4 separate regions of the Mus musculus genome follow, and all the other regions are linked to region 1. The links are chromatin contacts, called in public Hi-C, HiChIP or PLAC-seq and promoter capture Hi-C maps. All regions are on one chromosome and are shown on one strand. The core of a region is the stretch at or near the end of the contact, and the rest is flanking DNA. Distances in the headings are between cores, read along the strand shown.

Region 1 (2,882 bases), core at 373-2,872:
GACATTCATAAGGATACTAAGTTTGCAGATAGGGACGAAGTCCTAAGCGTTTACCTTAGGTTTACCTTGACCCAGTGTCTCCAGCATCCTGGGCCATCAGGCATGTGACGCTAGGCCTGGTACCATGATTTTTTTTTTCTTCTTCTCAAGACCTTTGACTCTGAGATCCTACCAAGCTAAGATTCCTTCACGAAGTTCAAAGACGTTGTGGGGCTTCTGAATGATATTATCATCTGTGGCAGTCACTTGCAAATCCGTATACTCTCTGATCCTTTGATTGGGGTCTAAGTCTATTAGGATCTAATATTTCCCTCAGCCCGAAGTGGGGAAGGCTGGGGGTCCATTCCCTCCCCCACTGTTCTCTATAACTGCAGAGAACTCATCTTTTGGGATGCTGAGTGCAAGGATACATCTGTTCCACAGGCTCTGCATCTGGGAGAAAGAAAATACTTATGAGTCTGTTGATTGAATGTGAGTGAATGCATACAGGGTCTCTCTGGGGCTGGGGCTGGGGCTCAGTGGCAGGATGCTTTCTTTCCTGGTTTTCCTGAGGATCTGGGTTCCAGCCCCAGTGCACTGAAAAGAGGGGGAAAAGCCTCTCACTCCACCTCCTCTCTAGTGATGTCCATCTGTTGTCTGTCATTCCACTATCAGAAGATAGGAGGATCCTAAAACAACAGGCCTCACCTACTGAATTCCCCACTAGCTGCACACACCCCTCACAAAGGAGGTCCTGAAGGCAGGGACTTTGCCCAGTTGTGCAGATTTGTGCATGACACTAGAATAGTAAAGAATACTATCAGTTAACTCAGGGCTCAAGAAGCTATCTCAGTGTAAGAGGTGGGGTGGGGCGGGAGAGCCTGAGATAGTGAGACCCTGAGCCCCAAGAGGCAATGGAGATAGGGAGGGAGGGAAGGAGATAGCAGGGATGACCCATTTGAGACGGAGAAAGGGGCAGTTAGGACTTAACATCAACCAAGGGTACTGGCCCAGAAGGAAAGTCACACAATGCTGTATTTAATTCATCCAGGATGTTCCCTGCTGTATACTACTTCATGTCCAGTGGAACCACCTAGGTGTCTGTCTGAAATCAGTTCAAGACTTGGTTGCCAGGGTGAGGGTCCAGCTAGAATTCTCAGGGCCTCTCCTCCCCAGGGATGTTTCAAGGGTGAACCCTGGTTTGGAGAGGGACCCCTGCCTCTGACTTTTTCCTAAGGCAAAGGAGAGGGCCCCTGACTAAGGAGTAGCATCAGGGGTCCCTGATTAAAGCTTGATAACAGTAGGCAATGGATCTACTGGGGCAGAGCAGGGTCATGTGGGGCAGAAGGGATATGTGATCAGAGCAGGCTTGTGTGGGCAACCCCGAGAAGACGACAACTCCAGTCCCCGAGCGCAGGACTTTGGAGCCTGTCTGCCTTCAGTTCACTCTCGAGTCTAAACCCTGCTTTTCCACGTCCAGGACCGCGGAATCCCAAGAATGCCCTGGCTCCCAAGGTCTAGCTGGTGCGGGAGGAGAGTCCCCTCTACCTAGTAGGGCGAGGGGGCAGTAGGACCCAGGGGCTGGGAGAGAGCCCGCAGGCACAGGGGCGGGAGCCAGGGTGGTTTGGGGGAGGTCTTTGGCTTTTTTTCTCCTCTCCGAGCCACGGCGCCCTCCGGAAGCGTTTCCAACTTTCCAGAAGTTTCTTGGGACAGGCAGGAGGGGGTGGGGCCAGCCATATATAGATCCAGGGCCCGGGGCAGTGAGCTGAGCAGAGCCTGTCTGAGGAGCGATTGCCCTGTCGGTCCCGGAGCAGCCCAGCCCGGCCCAGGTGAGGGGCGGGAGCGGCCGGGCGATTTGGGGTTGCGCATTGGCCAAGGGGGAACGGATCGCTCCAAAGCTTGGGGTCCTGACACAGGTGGGCAGTGAAAGATCGGACTTGGAACTGTCACTTGCCTGGGTTCCCTGGAGCTGCGGTCTAGTACGCGGACTGCCTGGTAAAGTACGGAGAAGTCTCAGCTCGGGGAAGGTTAAAGGTGGTGAGAGGGAATGCGTAGAGCTGGGACTAAATGCTGGTGACCTTCTGCACAACTGAGAGGGGAGGGGAAAGACCTGACTGTCCCATCGTCCACGGGGAAGGGCCAGCTCTGCAGTCCCTAACTCAGGAGTGGAGGCCCAGGGACCCGCAGTGATTGATCCCAGACCAACCTCCCCACAGGCTGTGTAGGGGCCTCTGAACCTAGCACAAGAGGTGTAGACTTGGTGTCTCATCTCTAGCTGTTAAGGACCCCCTTGCTTTGGGGAGCAGTCGCTTTTTAATCAGTATCCTATGTGGAAGGTGGCCGGACTTGACCAATTAGTTCTGCTTTCACCTCACCCGAAAGGGGTGTCGTCAGGGTCCACAGGCCCTGGGTGACTTGAGTCACCCTGGTCCTTCCGTCCACCCATCTGGTTCCTGCAGGGCGAGGACTTCCTCTGAGGCTTTGAGGTATCCTGCCTCCAGCTTGGGGGACATTCCTGAGCCTCCAGACGAAAGGAAGAAGGCATCCATTCCCTGTATGGTCTAACGGCCTAGCTATCAACTTCCTGTGCTTCCTTCTGGGCCCTTTGGCATCCAGGGCACGCATGGAGGCCCTTGGAAAACTGGGGGCTTTGGTTGCCTGGAAGTAAGGCCGAGGCCACACCCTACTCTCTGATAGTTCTGTACCCATCCCCCATTTCCGTCTGGTCCTTTGTCTCTCTCCGAGGATTCCCTGCCGAGGTGTTTTTGTAGTGGGTTGCTGTGTAACAGGACTCCACAGTGGTCGGCCTGGGAGCTTTGCTGAAGGCAGAGCCCCCGGGAGAAAGCCTGACCTGCTTGAGCCGAAGAGGCCCAAGCTGGGCCCTGGTTTCTGCCTCTGCAAAA
Region 2 (2,828 bases), core at 66-2,565, 150 kb after region 1:
GCAGCAAGCTCCTGTATCCAGCGAGCCATCTCTCCAGCCCACTTTTTCATCTTTTAGTTACAGCAACACAGGAAACGTAAGTCCTGTCATTGTTCAAGTACACACTCCACAGCACCTCCAGGTCCTTTGCTCTCTCACAAAGCCCAAACCCTAGCTTTCCATTCCCTCCAACATCCTTGCTCTCTTTTCTCCTGCAATATTTTATTTTATGTGTATGAGTGTTCTGCTTGCGTGTCTATATGTTCCCCACATGCTTGACTTGTGTCCAAGCAGCTCAGAAGAAGGCATTGAATCCCCTGGAATTGGAACTGAAGACAGTTAGCTGCTGTGTGGGTGGTGGGACTCAAACTCAGATCCTCTGGAAGAGCAGTGGATGCTCCTAACCACTGAGCCACCACCTAAAGTCTCTGAGTTCAAGGTCAGTCTGATCTACATAGTGAGCTCCATCCAGGACAGCCAGAGATACATAGTGAGAGCCTGTCTCAAACAAACAAACCAACAAACCAAAACAACAACCCCAAATAAACAACAATTTAAAAAAGGAAAGAAAAGAGGGAAGAAAGGAAGGAAGGAAGGAAGGAAGGAAGGAAGGAAGGAAGGAAGGAATATTTATTGATCATTTCCAAAGTGCCTGGTGCTCAACCTAGAATGCAGAGGAAACTCACGGGTTATCGCAAGCTGTAAAGATTTAAGATTCAATGAGCTTAAAGAATATATGAAAGATAAATTTTCTCATTTAGTCATTCAACAAACCTCCTCTGCCTCCCCAACAGGCTTACAGAATCAGGAAGTAACAACATAAGATCCCCTTTCCTCCTCTTCCTGGAGTTTTTCTGACTGGTGTCAGAGTGATGGGGCCCTATTCTGCTGAGCTAGCTCCCACCCAAGAAATGCACAGGTACTAGGGAGATCTGTGGAACAGGTACCAGATTCTCTGAATGTCTGGGAAGAACAGTGCTTTGGGAGCTCAGATACTAGCTAGGTCCAGCTCTACAGGAGTTTTGTGACCTTTCCTTAATTTCTTCTCCTCCCTCTATTGTAAATTGGAATTAACAGCACCCTATTCACATACCTCACACACCCTGGTCCCAGCTAGACCAGATCAAATGGCTAAGCTTCGAGCTCTGGGGCTCTGCTTGTCCACATTCTGTGGATAGTAATTTGTGTGAGTTGTCCTTTAAATAGTCATCTCTGTGACTGTTCCTAAGCGGTCCTTTATTCAGCCCCACCCCCACCCCCACTCCACCCCCTTGCTCCTTAACACAGAGTCAAACCGTCCCAGACCGATGGCTGTCTCACCTCCACAGTATAAGCAGACAGGATTGTCCAGAAGCAGCCAGGGACTGGGCCAGAGGTCACAAAGCAAACAGACCTGCCTTCCTCTTCCCAAGTGAGTCACTTAATTACCTGAGCCTACCAGATCTCAACAAATAAAGCAAAACCCATAGGGTCTGTAGCAGTTAGTGCTGGAGGCCATCCACCTCTGTGTGTGTGTGGGGGGGGGGGGGAACCGATGGGCTGCCTTTGCTACCGTGACCACTAAGACTGCTGAAGCAGGGGACTGTTAATGGTTACTTGCCAAGGCTTTGTTTTTGAGTATTAAATGGTTCTGTTTAATCTCACACCATCTCTTTGAAGTTGGATAGACGCTCTGGAAAGAGAAATAACCAAGCCACAGAAAGGGGAGATCACTTGCCCAGGTTAGGACTTCACTACAAGGTATGGTGAGGCTGGGTTTGTACCAGGTAGCCTAACTCTGAATCTTGTTCTGAGTGCTCCTCTGTGGAGCTGCACCCCACAGCTCAGGAGGCTGAGGGGGGAACTGAGTCATGCCAGTGGTGTGCCTGAACCCAGCAGCCTCACCCCAGTCTCACAATTCTGTAGTTAGGACGGTCCTAGGTCCTACAGGGGCACCGTCCTTTTCTTTTCTCCCCCCCCCCCCTTTCTCTTCTCTCTCAGTTCCTCTTTCCTTTTCCTTCACTCCGGCACTAGGGATGGGAACTAGAACCCAGTGCACACTAGACAAGCGTTCTTCCGCTGAGCTGCAGCCTCGGGCTTCTGGCTTTTCCAGACAGGATCTCACTAAGCTGTCCAGCCTGGCTTGAACTCACTTTGGAGTCCAGGCTGGCCTTGAATTTGAAGGGAGATTAATCTCTCTCTGCAAAGTTTAGACTTCTGCTTAGAGTGCATGTGACAGGTCCTCTGGGGCTTCCCATGTGTCACTGAGTGTCCTTCATGGGAGTCTTCCTTCGTGGGTATACAACAGGAGACAGCCTCTGTGCAAACTCCTAAGAAGTGATCTAAAGACATCTTCACTTACTCATAAAGTTCTGGTGTCCAGAGGGGGGAGGCGGGGGTTTGGATTTACAAGCTTGTCTCCAGAATTCTAACTGCAAGCAGACACACGAGGACCCATGGGTGTTATGTTGTTTTTCATAGTCAGGAAGTCTACCCCTTTCTCTGGTCCACCACTTTGCAAAGCAAAAGTCTGCTAGAAGGCCCTAGAAAGACAATAGAAGGTCACCCTGTTCCCAGGGCCCAGGCAGCACCTCGCTGCCTCTGGGGAGGAGTGGAAGCAGCTCCCGGAACACAATTCTTTGGTGGTCCTAAGAGACCCTTGTAGGAGTGGTAGACACAGAAAGCCTGTCTGGGGAGGGCCAGGAGATCTTCTCCATCCTATGATCTTCTTTGCTGATACCAAGCAGAGGGGGGCCCACCACTAAAGAGGAGTGAGAACTCTCTTCCACCAAAGGCCAACTGTGGATCCAAGGCAGCAGGTGGCTGCCATAGGGAGAGGTTCCAGGAACACAGAGCAAGCTTGTGAAATA
Region 3 (2,743 bases), core at 149-2,648, 250 kb after region 1:
TGGCTGCAGCACAAAGCCACACCCATAGCTCTTACCTGGAATGGTCCCTTGTGTAGCCCGTGTCCTGGGGACAGTTACCTAGGGCTGGAGATGCAGACGCTGCTTTCCTCTGAGGCTGGTCTCTGGTGCAGTATAAAACTGGTCATGGTGGTGCTTGCCTGCAGTCCTAGAACTTAGGAGGTTCAGAAGTTCAAAGTCGTCCTTGGCTGCACAGGGAGTTTGAGGCTAGCCCAGGATATATAAGACATGATTTTGTTTTTAAAGCAAGTTTTCTACCACTTCCTGCCTTTGGAGTCAACTGTAAGTTTTGACTGCCAGCTCCAACTATGACCCCATGTGTGACAGACAGGTTCTTACTGTCTCCCACGCATGAGTCCTCTGAAGAAGCAGTCACACAGGCTCTGGAGTTCTAAAATTAAGGCAAAGTGTGTACACACATTGCTAATAGGGGCCTGTAGGTCTTAAGTTAAATGCACTGGAGAAGCCTCTGCCTGTGGGGTGGGGAGGAGACAAGGGAAGCCTGGTGCTGTGAGGTGCTGGGAGAGAGAGTCAGGGACTTGGAGTTTCCCTGGAGCGGATGTGTTGTGTTCTATAAAACGAGCCAGGATCTGTTTTGTAGAGCAGGGTATGGTGAGGTGAGCCTGCCCATGCTGAGGCACCCCTTCCCCCTGAGGTCTAGAGTTTATTTGGGGGCATGGGAAGGAGGATTGAGAAGGGAGTAGTGGCAGAGAAAGACACAGAGGGAGGGGGGAAGGGACAGGAGAAGGGAGGGAGGAATACATAGAGAGAGGGGGGAGGGGAGAGAAAGAGAAACAGATCAGGAGGGAGAGAAGAGAGTCTGAGAGAGAAGGGACAGAGAGCTTAAGGAGGGGCCAAACAGCCCCTTTTATCGAAAGCCCGGCCTACCTGGCTATTGCCAGGTAACTGCTGGGCGGAGCCTAGGAGGAATGCTAACTGAATGGGCCTTAGGGCCTCACAGCTCAGAGTGCTCTTCTTTTCTAGTGATAGTTACACCAGCCTGTTTTTAAATGGCCATTTAGAAAACATGATGTACGTCAGACAGAAAGGCGGCACCATTTTCAAAGGAATCTTAACTTCTGCTTTCCACTGTAAGATTTTTTTACCTTAAGCTGATTAGAACTTCTTTAGTACAGTACCTGGAATATAATGTGCCATTGTTGTTGTTTATTTAGCAAATATCCTTGCTGTGTTCCCAGGGAACTAGTCGGGGAAGAGTGTCAGGAAGGCCCTGCAGCCTTACAAAGGGTCTGCAGGAGACCCTGACAGTTGGCAGGCGAGGCAGACATGGTCAGTGACTAGGTAACTAGGGAGTCCCCAGAGGCCGCCGCTTCCTCATTCAAAACTTGAGTTAGGTTGACAGGTTCAAAGGTCCTTGTTTTTCCTGGCATTTCTAGAATAGATAAACTAATGTTGCCTGTCACACGTTCCTTCCTCATTTGTGCTGTTCCTTCCTCATTTCCTCATTAAACTACACCGAGTACAATGCTCAGAGGAAGACTGGGGGAAGCAGAGGAGAGCAGGGGGGAGCAGGGGGGAAAAGAGGGGAGGAGGGGGAGCGGGGGAAGCAGGGGGAGCAGAGGGGAGGAGGGGGAGCAGAGGGGAGGAGGGGGAGCAGAGGGGAGCAGAGGGGAGGAGGGGGAGCAGAGGGGAATACGAGGGAGCAGAGGGGAGCAGGGGTATAAAGGGAGCAGAGAGGATTAGGGGGGTACAGTGGAGAGCAGAGGGGAAGGGGGACGGACAAACAGAGGGGAGCCTAATCTCAGGCTCCAGAGCTAGAGTTAGTCCAGAACTCTCCTACAGGATTCTCAAGTTGTAGATGAGCCGAGGACCAGTTCCTGCCTGGCTGATCTGTGAAGGTCACTGTAATCTTGTACTAGTTTTAACATTTGCTTCATGTCCGTTCTCTTAATTGTGTCTTGTTTGCATTTTACCAACCCGTTGGCAGGGATAACTGGTTTGAGGTATTTGAGCACAGTGTCTCAGCAATCACTGGCTGACCACTGAGCTCTGCAGAGAGGTTACCATTAGAAATGTGGGTTAGGATGGGTGAATGAGCATGGGTCAGCCCAGCCCACATGGGTGGAATGACAGGGAGAGTCATTTAACTTCCTCTGAAGAGAGGAGAGGGCAGTGTGCAGTAGAAAGGGCATGACTAGGCTACATGCCTGAATCCCACATCCCACAGTCCACTGTCTCAGGGTCTTCAGCTATAAAGACTGAAACCCCATTACCTGGCAAGACTTCATGAGCTTAAGCAGGGTGATACTGAGGGTGAGAGGGGTGGGGAAGCCAGGTGATGGGGGGGTGTTGGGGTATTGGGCACCTCACACAGCAGCTGCAGGTGTACTGCCTGCAAGCCTTCCTTTGTTGCCTCACACCTCTGAGTGCTTGTAATACATTCCCTTTGCCTGGCATTCCCAAGTTTAATCTGCTGAAATTCTATTTGTGCTTTCGAAGCCAAGCTCCGTGCTCTCGGGCATCCTCCCTGCTTCTTAGAGTTTATTGTTTGTTCTGTGCTGCTGCGTAACCTTTAGCATGACTCTGTCACTGGACTTTGCACTGTTCCAGTGTAATCGTTCCTGTTTGTACTGGGGATGGTACCCAGGGCCTTGCACTTGCCAGGCAGTCACTCTGCTGTCGGGCTACATCTCCAGTTTTAAATGTCAGTCCTTTGGGGGCATTGCCTATATGCTATTGCCCCGCCCATTGTTTGTGCATATTA
Region 4 (2,700 bases), core at 136-2,635, 170 kb after region 1:
TCTATGGTCCTGCCCCAATCCAGACATGCTGACTGATGCTGCCCTTCGGCTTGTGCTCACACCCTCATTCTGCGGAACTCCTCTTCCTCTGTGGGCAATGGGAATGAGTCCCAGTGCCTGTAGTGAGCTTAGTCCATATACCTCAGTTCCTCAATTCTCAAAGCCTCTCACAATACAATCACGGGTGTTCCCGTTTTTACAGATGTGAAAGAAAACTGAAGCTGCAAACTGCGAGTGGTGGCACATGCCTTTCACTCAGCACTAGAGTCAGACAAAGGTGCATCTCTATAAATTCAGGCCAGCCTAGTCTACATAGTGCCAGGACAGCCAGGGCTACAAGGAGAAACCCAATTTCTAAAAAGAGAAAAGAAAAGAAAAACCAAAACATCAACATTCACACAACCCTCAACCCCACACCCTGCCCCCCTCCGGCAAACCAAGCCAAACAAAAGACACCCTGAAGTTGAGGAAAAGAGAGGAAGAGAGGTCTGGAACTGGGCTTGAAGTCCATCACTCACTATGCTTGTAGTATTGCCTTTGTCTTTGGTGTTTGGAGACAGGGTCACTATGTAGCCTGGGCTGGCTTCAAACTCTTGCATACATACAGGAGAGGGAGGGAGAGAGAGAGAAGAGGCGAGAGAGAGAGAGAGAGAGAGAGAGAGAGAGAGAGAGAGAGAGAGAGAGGAGAGAGAGAGAGGAGAGAGGGGAGAGAAGGGGGAGAGAGGAGAGAGAAGAGGCGAGAGAGAGAGAGAGAGAGAGAGAGAGAGAGAGAGAGAGAGAGAGAGAGAGAGAGAGAGAGGAGAGAGAGAGCGAGCTGCTAGGATTGTAGGATTACAGGTAGTAGACTCCATCGCTCTAGGTTCCTTCCTGATAAGACTCAATCACTCCTATTTTTTTGCTGGTAAAAGGAAAGGCTGCGGCACTTGGGTAACTGTCAGGTCCAGCTGTAACCTAACGAATTCCAACACTACTCACTGCAGGCTAGGCCTGCCCAAGGAAAGCACAGCCAAAAGGGACACAGGCACCCGCACGGTCCGGATCGTCCCGCACGTGCTCAAACTCCCTGCCCACGTTCCAGCTGCTGGACCGTACTAACGTCTGAGAGAGAGGCTTGGGAGAATGACAAGGCGGTCGCTGGGGCAACCAGGAGTAGTTTCATACACCGGGACTCCGGCTCCCTTGCCCGTATTCTATAGACTCTGAACCGTACAGTTCAGGCCATGCTGCCTTCCTGGGCTCTGTGCATAGTTTATCGCCGGGAGTCTCACCCCCTACAAGAACATGGCACAGTCCGGGGCGGACCCTTTTGCCCCGCCCTATAGCGTCACGACCCGCCCCGTTGTGAGGTTATAAAGTGCGCGCGCAGCGGCGCTCGGCGCCGTGGCCGCGCTTCGCTGGCTTTCTGCTCATCTAGGGTGGCAGCGGCTACCTACCTCAGCTCTCGCCCTGCTGCCGCCACGGCCTGGGCGCTGTCCCTCAGCTCCCGGAGCTCAGCGCGAAGCCCTGGCCCCGGCGGCCGGGGCATGGGTCAGGGGCGCGGCGTGAGGCGGCTTTCTGCACGGCCGTGACGTGCATTGGCTTCAGCATGAAGACCCTCATCGCCGCCTACTCCGGGGTCCTGCGGGGTGAGCGTCGGGCGGAAGCTGCCCGCAGCGAAAACAAGAATAAAGGATCTGCCCTGTCACGCGAGGGGTCTGGGCGATGGGGTGAGTGTCAGTCATCCCTAGGGCTTTCATCCTGAGGGCACCCACAGCAAGACGACTTTCAGGAAGGGACTTTGGCCAAAGCGTGCTGCCCTGTGCTGGACGGACGGCTAGCTAGTTCAGGTCGGAGTCCCAGACAATTATTTCCAGTTTTTAAAAGGTCTCGCCTTGTAGCCTAGGCTGGCTTCCAACTCTTAATCCTCCTTCCTTGGCATCCCAGGTGCTGTGATTGCAGGTGTGCCACTACAACTAGCTTCTCTTTAGGGGAACTTGACTCTTCTGCATCCTGTCATTTGGTTAAGGATGAGGCAAGATTCATGCTTAGCTCGGCTGGTTACCCAGTTTGAGCCAGGCAACCTGGTATCCTAGGCTAGCCTGGCTTCATTCTCCATCCTGGTACTCACTAATGTTGCAACACGTGTTACATCACTTGCCATCCCCCCAGCTGCTGAGGGCGACACCACCCACTCAGCTCAGTTAGTAGTGATATTTCACTCTCCAGCCCCCAGTACTGATCTACCTCACAAGGTGGAGCAGGATTTGGCTGGGAGGAACTGGATGGGGCAGGGTGGTAAGTAGGGTTTTGTAATCCCCTGAAACAGTCACTGGATGGAGAACATGCCTGCCTGGAACCAGGTGTGCCCCAACTGCCCTCTGCCCCAGCTTTTGTGGGCCAACCCAGACTGTGAAGCCCTCACAGCGCAACCCTGAGTCTGACATACTTAGAAGAGGGGTGGGAAACCCTTGGATTTTTTTCGTTTGTTTAGTCTGTGTAACAGCTCTGTTTGTCCTGGTATTCTATAGACCAGGCTGGCCTTGAACTCACAGAGATCTGCCTAAGTTGATTATCCTTCTAGAAGTTGTGTCTGCCTTCAAGATAGAACCGAGGCCTTCAGTGAATGGGGAAGGGGGGCATACAGTTCAAATCACACCTCAGCCTTTTCCATACAAGGCAAAGCACCCCACGTTGCTTAGCTGAAGCTGCAGAAACTGAAGG

Evidence for each region. Hi-C and Micro-C count contacts between places; a contact is called where the count stands out from the background. HiChIP or PLAC-seq counts read pairs in DNA pulled down with a chosen protein or histone mark. Capture Hi-C pulls out chosen DNA fragments and counts their contacts.
Region 2: a contact with region 1 is called in a FOXA1 HiChIP or PLAC-seq map of pancreatic cancer cells. The contact joins the enhancer-like site here to the promoter of Serpinh1 in region 1. A contact is called at or near these places in 1 of 39 promoter capture datasets (hippocampal neurons), 4 of 484 Hi-C or Micro-C datasets (Th1 cells, bone marrow-derived macrophages, cerebral cortex and 1 more) and 3 of 115 datasets of contacts at active chromatin or transcription factors (embryonic stem cells and pancreatic cancer cells).
Region 3: a Hi-C map of pro-B cells shows a contact between it and region 1, with 2.3 times the contacts expected there. The contact joins the enhancer-like site here to the promoter of Serpinh1 in region 1. A contact is called at or near these places in 2 of 39 promoter capture datasets (3T3-L1-derived adipocytes and hippocampal neurons), 2 of 15 datasets of contacts at CTCF or cohesin (embryonic stem cells and pro-B cells), 13 of 484 Hi-C or Micro-C datasets (B cells, the N1E-115 cell line, bone marrow-derived macrophages and 7 more) and 1 of 115 datasets of contacts at active chromatin or transcription factors (astrocytes).
Region 4: a promoter capture Hi-C map of adipose tissue shows a contact between it and region 1. The contact joins the promoter of Dgat2 here to the promoter of Serpinh1 in region 1. A contact is called at or near these places in 8 of 39 promoter capture datasets (the 3T3-L1 cell line, 3T3-L1-derived adipocytes, the C10 cell line and 4 more), 3 of 484 Hi-C or Micro-C datasets (brown adipocytes, embryonic stem cells and muscle stem cells), 4 of 115 datasets of contacts at active chromatin or transcription factors (embryonic forebrain, extraembryonic endoderm stem cells, large pre-B cells and 1 more) and 1 of 9 other capture datasets (adipose tissue).

Annotation. Positions count from the first base shown.
Region 1 is chr7:99,351,979-99,354,860 of GRCm38.p6, reverse strand. It overlaps Serpinh1 (serine (or cysteine) peptidase inhibitor, clade H, member 1), which reads left to right and starts at 1,622. Exons shown (of 5, transcript NM_001111044.1): 1 at 1,622-1,808.
Region 2 is chr7:99,198,983-99,201,810 of GRCm38.p6, reverse strand. No RefSeq gene overlaps it. Among named protein-coding and RNA genes, the nearest start is that of Dgat2, 18 kb to the right of the region's middle. Within about 2 kb of position 1,315, at least 33 of the 459 cell types and tissues checked have an H3K27ac peak or open chromatin away from gene starts, as enhancers often do. A contact at or near this core is called in pancreatic cancer cells, where this site is marked.
Region 3 is chr7:99,100,581-99,103,323 of GRCm38.p6, reverse strand. The region is part of intron 3 of Uvrag (UV radiation resistance associated gene); the gene reads left to right. Among named protein-coding and RNA genes, the nearest start is that of Uvrag, 39 kb to the left of the region's middle. Within about 2 kb of position 1,398, at least 124 of the 459 cell types and tissues checked have an H3K27ac peak or open chromatin away from gene starts, as enhancers often do. A contact at or near this core is called in B cells, bone marrow-derived macrophages and pro-B cells, where this site is marked.
Region 4 is chr7:99,181,398-99,184,097 of GRCm38.p6, reverse strand. It overlaps Dgat2 (diacylglycerol O-acyltransferase 2), which reads left to right and starts at 1,385. Exons shown (of 8, transcript NM_026384.3): 1 at 1,385-1,706. The coding sequence starts at 1,586.